2 separate regions of the Sus scrofa genome follow, and region 1 is linked to region 2. Evidence: chromatin contacts called from public Hi-C data. All regions are on one chromosome and are shown on one strand. The core of a region is the stretch at or near the end of the contact, and the rest is flanking DNA. Distances in the headings are between cores, read along the strand shown. Region 1 overlaps EXTL3 (exostosin-like 3). Region 2 has its middle 13 kb from the start of ZNF395.

What was found. A called contact is a pair of places that touch in the nucleus more often than the background predicts.
Region 1: a Hi-C map of heart right ventricle shows a contact between it and region 2, with 2.6 times the contacts expected there. The contact joins two enhancer-like sites. A contact is called at or near these places in 5 of 47 Hi-C or Micro-C datasets (alveolar macrophages, embryonic fibroblasts, heart right ventricle and 2 more) and 1 of 2 datasets of contacts at active chromatin or transcription factors (alveolar macrophages).

The regions. Positions count from the first base shown.
Region 1 is chr14:12,493,720-12,497,178 of Sscrofa11.1, reverse strand. The region is part of intron 1 of EXTL3 (exostosin-like 3); the gene reads right to left. Among named protein-coding and RNA genes, the nearest start is that of EXTL3, 58 kb to the right of the region's middle. Within about 2 kb of position 2,193, at least 5 of the 83 cell types and tissues checked have an H3K27ac peak or open chromatin away from gene starts, as enhancers often do.
Region 2 is chr14:12,195,804-12,198,852 of Sscrofa11.1, reverse strand. No RefSeq gene overlaps it. Among named protein-coding and RNA genes, the nearest start is that of ZNF395, 13 kb to the right of the region's middle. Within about 2 kb of position 1,517, at least 68 of the 83 cell types and tissues checked have an H3K27ac peak or open chromatin away from gene starts, as enhancers often do.

The sequences.
Region 1 (3,459 bases), core at 944-3,443, 300 kb before region 2:
TCTGAGGGACTGCTCCAAAGCGGTAGAGGAGGGGCCAGGATGTACAGGAGTTTTTGGCAACAAAGACTAGATAGTAGGAACTTCAAAAAATTACTGTTTAAGAAAACCAGATATCCCAAGTTATTGAATTTATTAGCACTTTTCTATGTATGGAAAGAGGCAAGAGTCTGGGCTCACTGAAATCATCCCTGTGACTAGCACCTCAGCTGTCTGAGGCCCGTGTCCTGTTCCTTTCCCATCCCGAGTCCCCTCAAGGTGCACCACTGGAGGGGGTGGGGAAGGACTGCAGTAGCTTGACAGTTGCAACATCCTTTGTTTACTGATATGGCAGGCACCATTGTTCATTCACAATTCTTCATAATAGCAAAAAATAGTAATAAATTAAATGTCCAAGATTAGAAGAAATATTAAATATGAAGTATGATAAAGCCATGTAATTAATACTATTATTTTGTGTCAATAAGCTTTCAATCACCTTAAATAAAATGGGGAAATGTTCACAGTATCATGTTAAATGGAAAAATACAGATTCCATGGTATGGAAGGAGGGAGTGTAAAAACAGGTTTTTAAAAAAGGTCCTCAGATGGATTTTGCTGAAGAATTTTTCCAGAACAGTCAACTTGATGTGCAAGTGCTCAGAGCATAAACTAATTTCTCTATGGTTTTCCATTCCTTAAGAAAACAGGACTTTGATTTTATGCTATAGAGGCATAGAATTGACAGTTTTAGGGCTCTAGGCCTCCCTAATGAGACAGAAAACTCAAGTTGAAATTTGCTAAGCCACATGTAAATCAGCTTTAGGACTCAGGCCCCTACCTTCAACCTGCATGGATGAATTCAACTTGAGTCTCTGATTTTGTCCTCCCTTCATCATGACTTATTTTCTGATTCATCAGGCCCCCTACTTCACAATTCCTTGTCCTTCTTGACTCATATGCACCTTTTTCTATTTTAACTCATAAAGAGGTGGACTATATGACCTCAAAGATCCTTTTGATTTTTTTTTTTTTTTTTTTGCTTTTTAGGGCCACACCTGCAGCATATGAAGGTTCCCAGATTGGGGTCGAATCGGAGCTGCAGCTGCTGGCCTACACCACAGACATAGCAACTTGGGATCTGAGCCGCATCTGCAAGCTACACCACAGCTCATGGCATTGCCGGATCCTTAACCCACTGAACAAGTCCAGGGATCGAATCTGCATCCTCAAGGATACTATTTGGTTTCATTACCAGTGAGCCATGACGGGAACTCCCCCAAAGATCCTTTTGGATTATAGCACCAACTGCCTTGCACACAAAAAGCAATACATCTCCCCCAAAGATCCTTTTGGATTATAGCACCAACTGCCTTGCACACAAAAAGCAATACATATCAGTTTTATAGCAGGGGGATATAATGCCAACATATCAACTCAAGGTAGCACCCCAAAATTTGCTTTTGTTTCACCTGCAAAATTTCAAGCCTAATGCTTTCTATTAAGGCCCCCCCCTCTTAGTTTTCCACTGAATTCATTAATAAAAATTTAGGGTCCTCATCAACTATTTTTCCACTCTGCCTTTATATTTTACAGCTCCACTTCAAATATAAAGAAAAGAAGTCATGCTAGGAAGAGTAAGTCAAGGCTGGAACAAACTCAGGATATAAAGAAGACTTTTTATCAGTCTGGAATATCTAAGCAGATAACATTAAAAAAGAGATAAAGGCAAAGTTCAGCACTTAGGTCCCCAAACTACAGGGAAATGATTTAGTTTAATAATAGCATGCATGCACACACAGCAATGTGATTTCAGTTAACTGTAATTTCAATGCATCAAGACTATATGACATTAAGAAAAAAACCTGTCACCTGTTTTTGTGTTATTGCTGTTTTTTTAAAAAGTATAGTGTTGAAGAAACCCAAAAGAGTAAAGTTACTCGCTACCCTGTCAGATGACAGTGTTACTGAATACTGCCTGCTCTGAGTGCCACAGCTTCCGAGGGGTATTAACAAAGTGAATGGAGGGCAGAGGGCTAAGAAGTTGGTGAGAGGATTTTAAAGTGTCAAGTAAAACATCTGAAGGAAATGGGGATACTTAGCCTGTGGAACAGAAGACCTAGGAAAAGGATGGCCACCTTAATGACTAAAGTGGCCCTGAAAGTGAAGTAAATGAGTGACGCCAGCAGGCAGACTTTAGCAAAACAGAGACTATATTTAGCACTTAAGGGAGATTACTACTATCAGAAACATGAGCTATCACTGAAGCCTCCAATGTTGTTCTAAAGACATGCCAGACATAGAGGTTTTTCTTTTTTGCATCCTCTTCTTTTTTAATTAGGGCTGCACCCGAGGCATATGGAAGTTCCCAGCCTAAAGGTCGAATTGGAGCTTCAGCTGCTGGCCTACACCACAGCCATAGCAACCCGGGATCCTAGCAGCGCCTGCAGCCTACACAACAGCTCACGCCAAGGCCGGAGCCTTACCCCACTGAGTGAGGCCAGGGATCAAACCCCCAACCTCATCGTTTCATGGCGGATTCGTTTCCACTGGAAACGAACTCTAAGAATAGACTTCTGAAGTTCTATAAGGTGACACTCATAGAGAGGCAAACTGCAAGTCAAAATGGAAGAGCGTCCTAAAAACTAGTCTGCATTTTATTTATTTTTGGTATTTTTGTCTTTTTAGGGCCACACTCGTGGCATATAGAGGTTCCCAGGCTAGAGGTCCAATTGGAGCTGTAGATGCTGGCCTACACCACAGCAACGCCAGATCCGAGCCGCGTCTTCGACCTACACCACAGCTCATGGCATGCCAGATCCTTAACCCACTGAGCGAGGCCAGGGTTCGAACCTATATCCTCATGGATGCTAGTCAGGTTCGCTAACCTCTGAGCCACGAGAGGAACTCCTAGTCTGCATTTTAAAGTGGGGTGCCCAGGGAGGTTCACATCACTCTTAAGTCTTCAAACAAGGGACAGGTCAGTAAATATTATTGGGCAATTCGAGAATTCTGCTTCTTACTACATCTGGTCAAATACCTAGATCTCCCCAAGTCTCAGTTTTCTTTCCTACCTTCCTTCTCCCTCAAAAAGGGAATACTGTAACATTTAGCCTATCTCTCAGTTACGATAAGGGTCAAAATCTATGTGAGAACAAAGTATATAAAAGTACTACATTATTACAAAGAACTATAGTAATTTAAGACATTACTGTAATCTACCATCACAATGTACTTATGTACATCTTCTCTCTCTTACTGTACCGGCTAAGGGCATATTCAAATCTAATTCATTTTTTTTTTAATTCCTCCCTCAGAGTACCAAATATCTTTGGGGGAAAAAAAAAAGGTTTAAAAGGAAGTTGGAGAAGAGGATTAAAACAATGACACTATAAGAGGTTTAAGATAATGAACAGTCAACAAAGCAAAGATCCAGGAGGTTAATCATTAATATCCCTGGTCAGTCTAAAAGGTATTGGGCAC
Region 2 (3,049 bases), core at 268-2,767:
GGCTTAGAAGTCAGTTGTGCTGCTCTCACCCTGGGGATATGCCCGCCAACATGGCTCCTGGGCCTCTGCCCTCCAGGCACTACCTGCTAGATGCTGAAGGTCAGTCCTCTAAAGCTAGCTGAGCAAGTCTGATAGATTAATCTGCCTGGTTTCTTCACTAACCTTTAAATATCTACCATGGCCCAGTACATACAGGGAGGCTTCAGGAATGAGGGATAGGACACAAAGAAACCCAGCCCAGAATAATTTCTTTGTTTTCTTATATACCAAGAGCTGTCTTCAACAGTTTACCTATATTAACTCATTTAATCCTCACAACACCTCCATGAGGTAGGTAGTATCATCATATGACAACTGCAGGCAAAGTCACATGGCTTGCCCAAGATACCTAGTGGGGGAAGAGCTAGGACTGGAATTCAGGCCGTCTGGCCCCAAGTCCACTCCCAAACTTTAGATGAAACTGTCTCTCGGTAAAGATTTTCTTGTCTTCCAGTTTTGATCTCTTTCCTGGAGCTACCTTGAGAGGGACAGAAGGTAGAGGGCAGATACATTTTCCCTGGGGTGGGGGAGATCTGGAGGGTATTAACTGACAACCAAGGCCGGAACTACCGGTTCAGGGTAGTCAGACTCTGAATTGCAGGAAAGGATGAGGATAGAGAGAAAGCCCTGGCAAACAGGAGGTCTGATGTTGGTTGGGGATCTAGGAGACCTTTTCACCTTTTTGAACCTCAGGTTTTTCCCTACCTTCCAAGTAAGAGAAAGGGAAGGGAGCTGGGCCAGGTGAGTTGGCGGGTCCCTCTAAAGTTCTGGTTACGGAGAGGTAATGCATGGAGAGGTGTGGGAAGAGCGTCGGTGTGTGCAGGAGCACGTCTCTGTGGGTGGTGGCAGGAAGGCGGTGTGTTCGCGCAGTAGGGGGTTTGTGAGTAGGCAGGACTCCGTGGACAGGGCAGAAAACTTCAGAGGCTTGACTGAGTGGGGACTTGTGGGCTAGGAGTGGGGAACGCGTCCTGCGGCGGGGCTGTGCGAGAAGGAGGAGCAGGAGGAGCAGCAGCAGCAGCAGTGGCGGAGTCACTGGGAGGCCTAGTGCAGCGGTCGACGGGCAAGCGGCCAAGATCGAGGGCCCCAGCCCCGCCGGCGGAGGGGCGGGCCGCAGGCCCGGCAGACTCGGGGGAGTGAGGGAGGCGAGGCCCGGCCCGCCCTCCCCGCCTCCGCGGCCGCCGCCGCCAGGGCCCGCAAGGCTCCGCCCACAACACAAGTCACGTGTGCGCCACGCACCCTCTTCGGGCACCGGCTGGGGGCGCGCGGGCGGGGGGCTGGGAGTGGGGTCCCGAGGGAGGAGGCTCCGGGGGTGGGTAGGGGACTGGGCCGCAGGCCCGGACCTGGCAGCAGCCGGCGGACGCCGCGAGGGGAAAGGGGGCGGGGCCTGTCGCGAAGGGCGGGGCCTGTTGCTGAGGCCTGCGCAGGAAACCAGGAGAGGGGGCCGGTCCGACTGGCTGCCAGTCGGGCCGCTTGTTTACTCCAGGCGGGGGAGCTTTAACCCGAAGGGCGGGAGGGCAGCCGGGAAAATGCGGAGCTGGATCCGGTAGCTCCCGGAGTGGGAGTGGGGCGGAGGAGGGGCGGAAGGCGGGACTGCAGCGAAGGTGCCAAGGCCTCTGCGTTCCTGGAAGGGTCGCGGTAAAGACACCCAGGACAGCTTTTGTTTGTTTTTTTTTGTTTTTGGATGTGTGTATTTTTTAAATTTCCTAGCCTGTTCAGTGCCACCCCTCTCCTCCTGCCTGCACCCTGCGCGCGCGCGCGCACACACACACACACACACACACACACACACACACACACTCACTAGTTGGTGAAGGGTTTCTCGGCTTCGATCCTTTCCGTCCTGCAATTCCTTAACCCTAGAGCGGGCTCCTCAGAGGAGAGGGCTGTGCAGAAGTGCTCGTAGGGATCCCTGCCTTATGGGGTGGATGTCTGCCGCTCTTCTTAATCCAGGAAATGATTCAGTTGCAGTATCGTCATATATTTTGCGTGTCTGTGTGTGGCTCCAGTTACACAAATAAGTTAACTTTATATTCTAGGCATTCCAGCCTTGAACTTCATTTTCCAATTTGCATGGTAGATGATAAAGTTTTTGGTAAAATGTAAAGTGTTCCATAAATGTAATTCGTAAAAAAATTGAGAACGGCAGGCACTGTTGACAATGCCTTCCTCAACTAAGTCAGTTTTCCATTTTCTGAAAAATCACCTGGTACCGTATACTGTCACATATAATTTAATATTGTACTGGTGACTACCGTGCAACCATTTTCTACCTGAGAAACTGAGGCTCAAAAAGAAGTGGCATAATAACAACAACCAAAAAAGAAGTGGCGTGTCAGAAATCACCCAGCTGGTAAAAGAAGCACAGGAACTTGAGCCCCTTTGACTCTCAGAGGCTGTCCTTCCTTCCCTCCCTCCTGTTTGTGTAGTGGACATTTGTAATCTCTTTTCTCCAGCATTCCTTCCTTTGGGACATCAGTCTTCTATTCCCTGTGATTTTATTTAGGCTCAAAATCATAGTAACCCAGCCCTCTGGCAACAGTAGTCCAAAGCGGGACATTTTAACTAAGCAGAATCAATTAGATTCTGGAACTAATATGCGAATACTGAGAGAAAATTTTGTTTTCTGCTGGTGTTGCTAAATCGGGTAGTTGCCAGCAACAGGCTTCCTAAGTGTAGGAAGGAAACTCTTTTGGGGGGTGGGGGGTAAGGAATTCTCTTTTGAAGGAGAAAAGCACAGGACTCATAAGAAGAGACAAGCAGAAATGAGAGATTGAGAGAGCACAAACCCTGACAATTTTGTTTAAACCTGAGATCTGGCTGTGTCTGTGGCCAGTACAAACTCCTGGATTTCCCAGTTAAGTGAGCCAACAAATTTTTTTTTTTTTTTTTTTTTTTTTTTTTTTTGCTTAAGCTAGCATGAATTGAGTTCCTGTCACTTGTCTCCAAAGAGAGGCCTGATGAATGTTTGGCAGGATATTATTTATTTATCCCTCAGAAAATAATGGAAGTT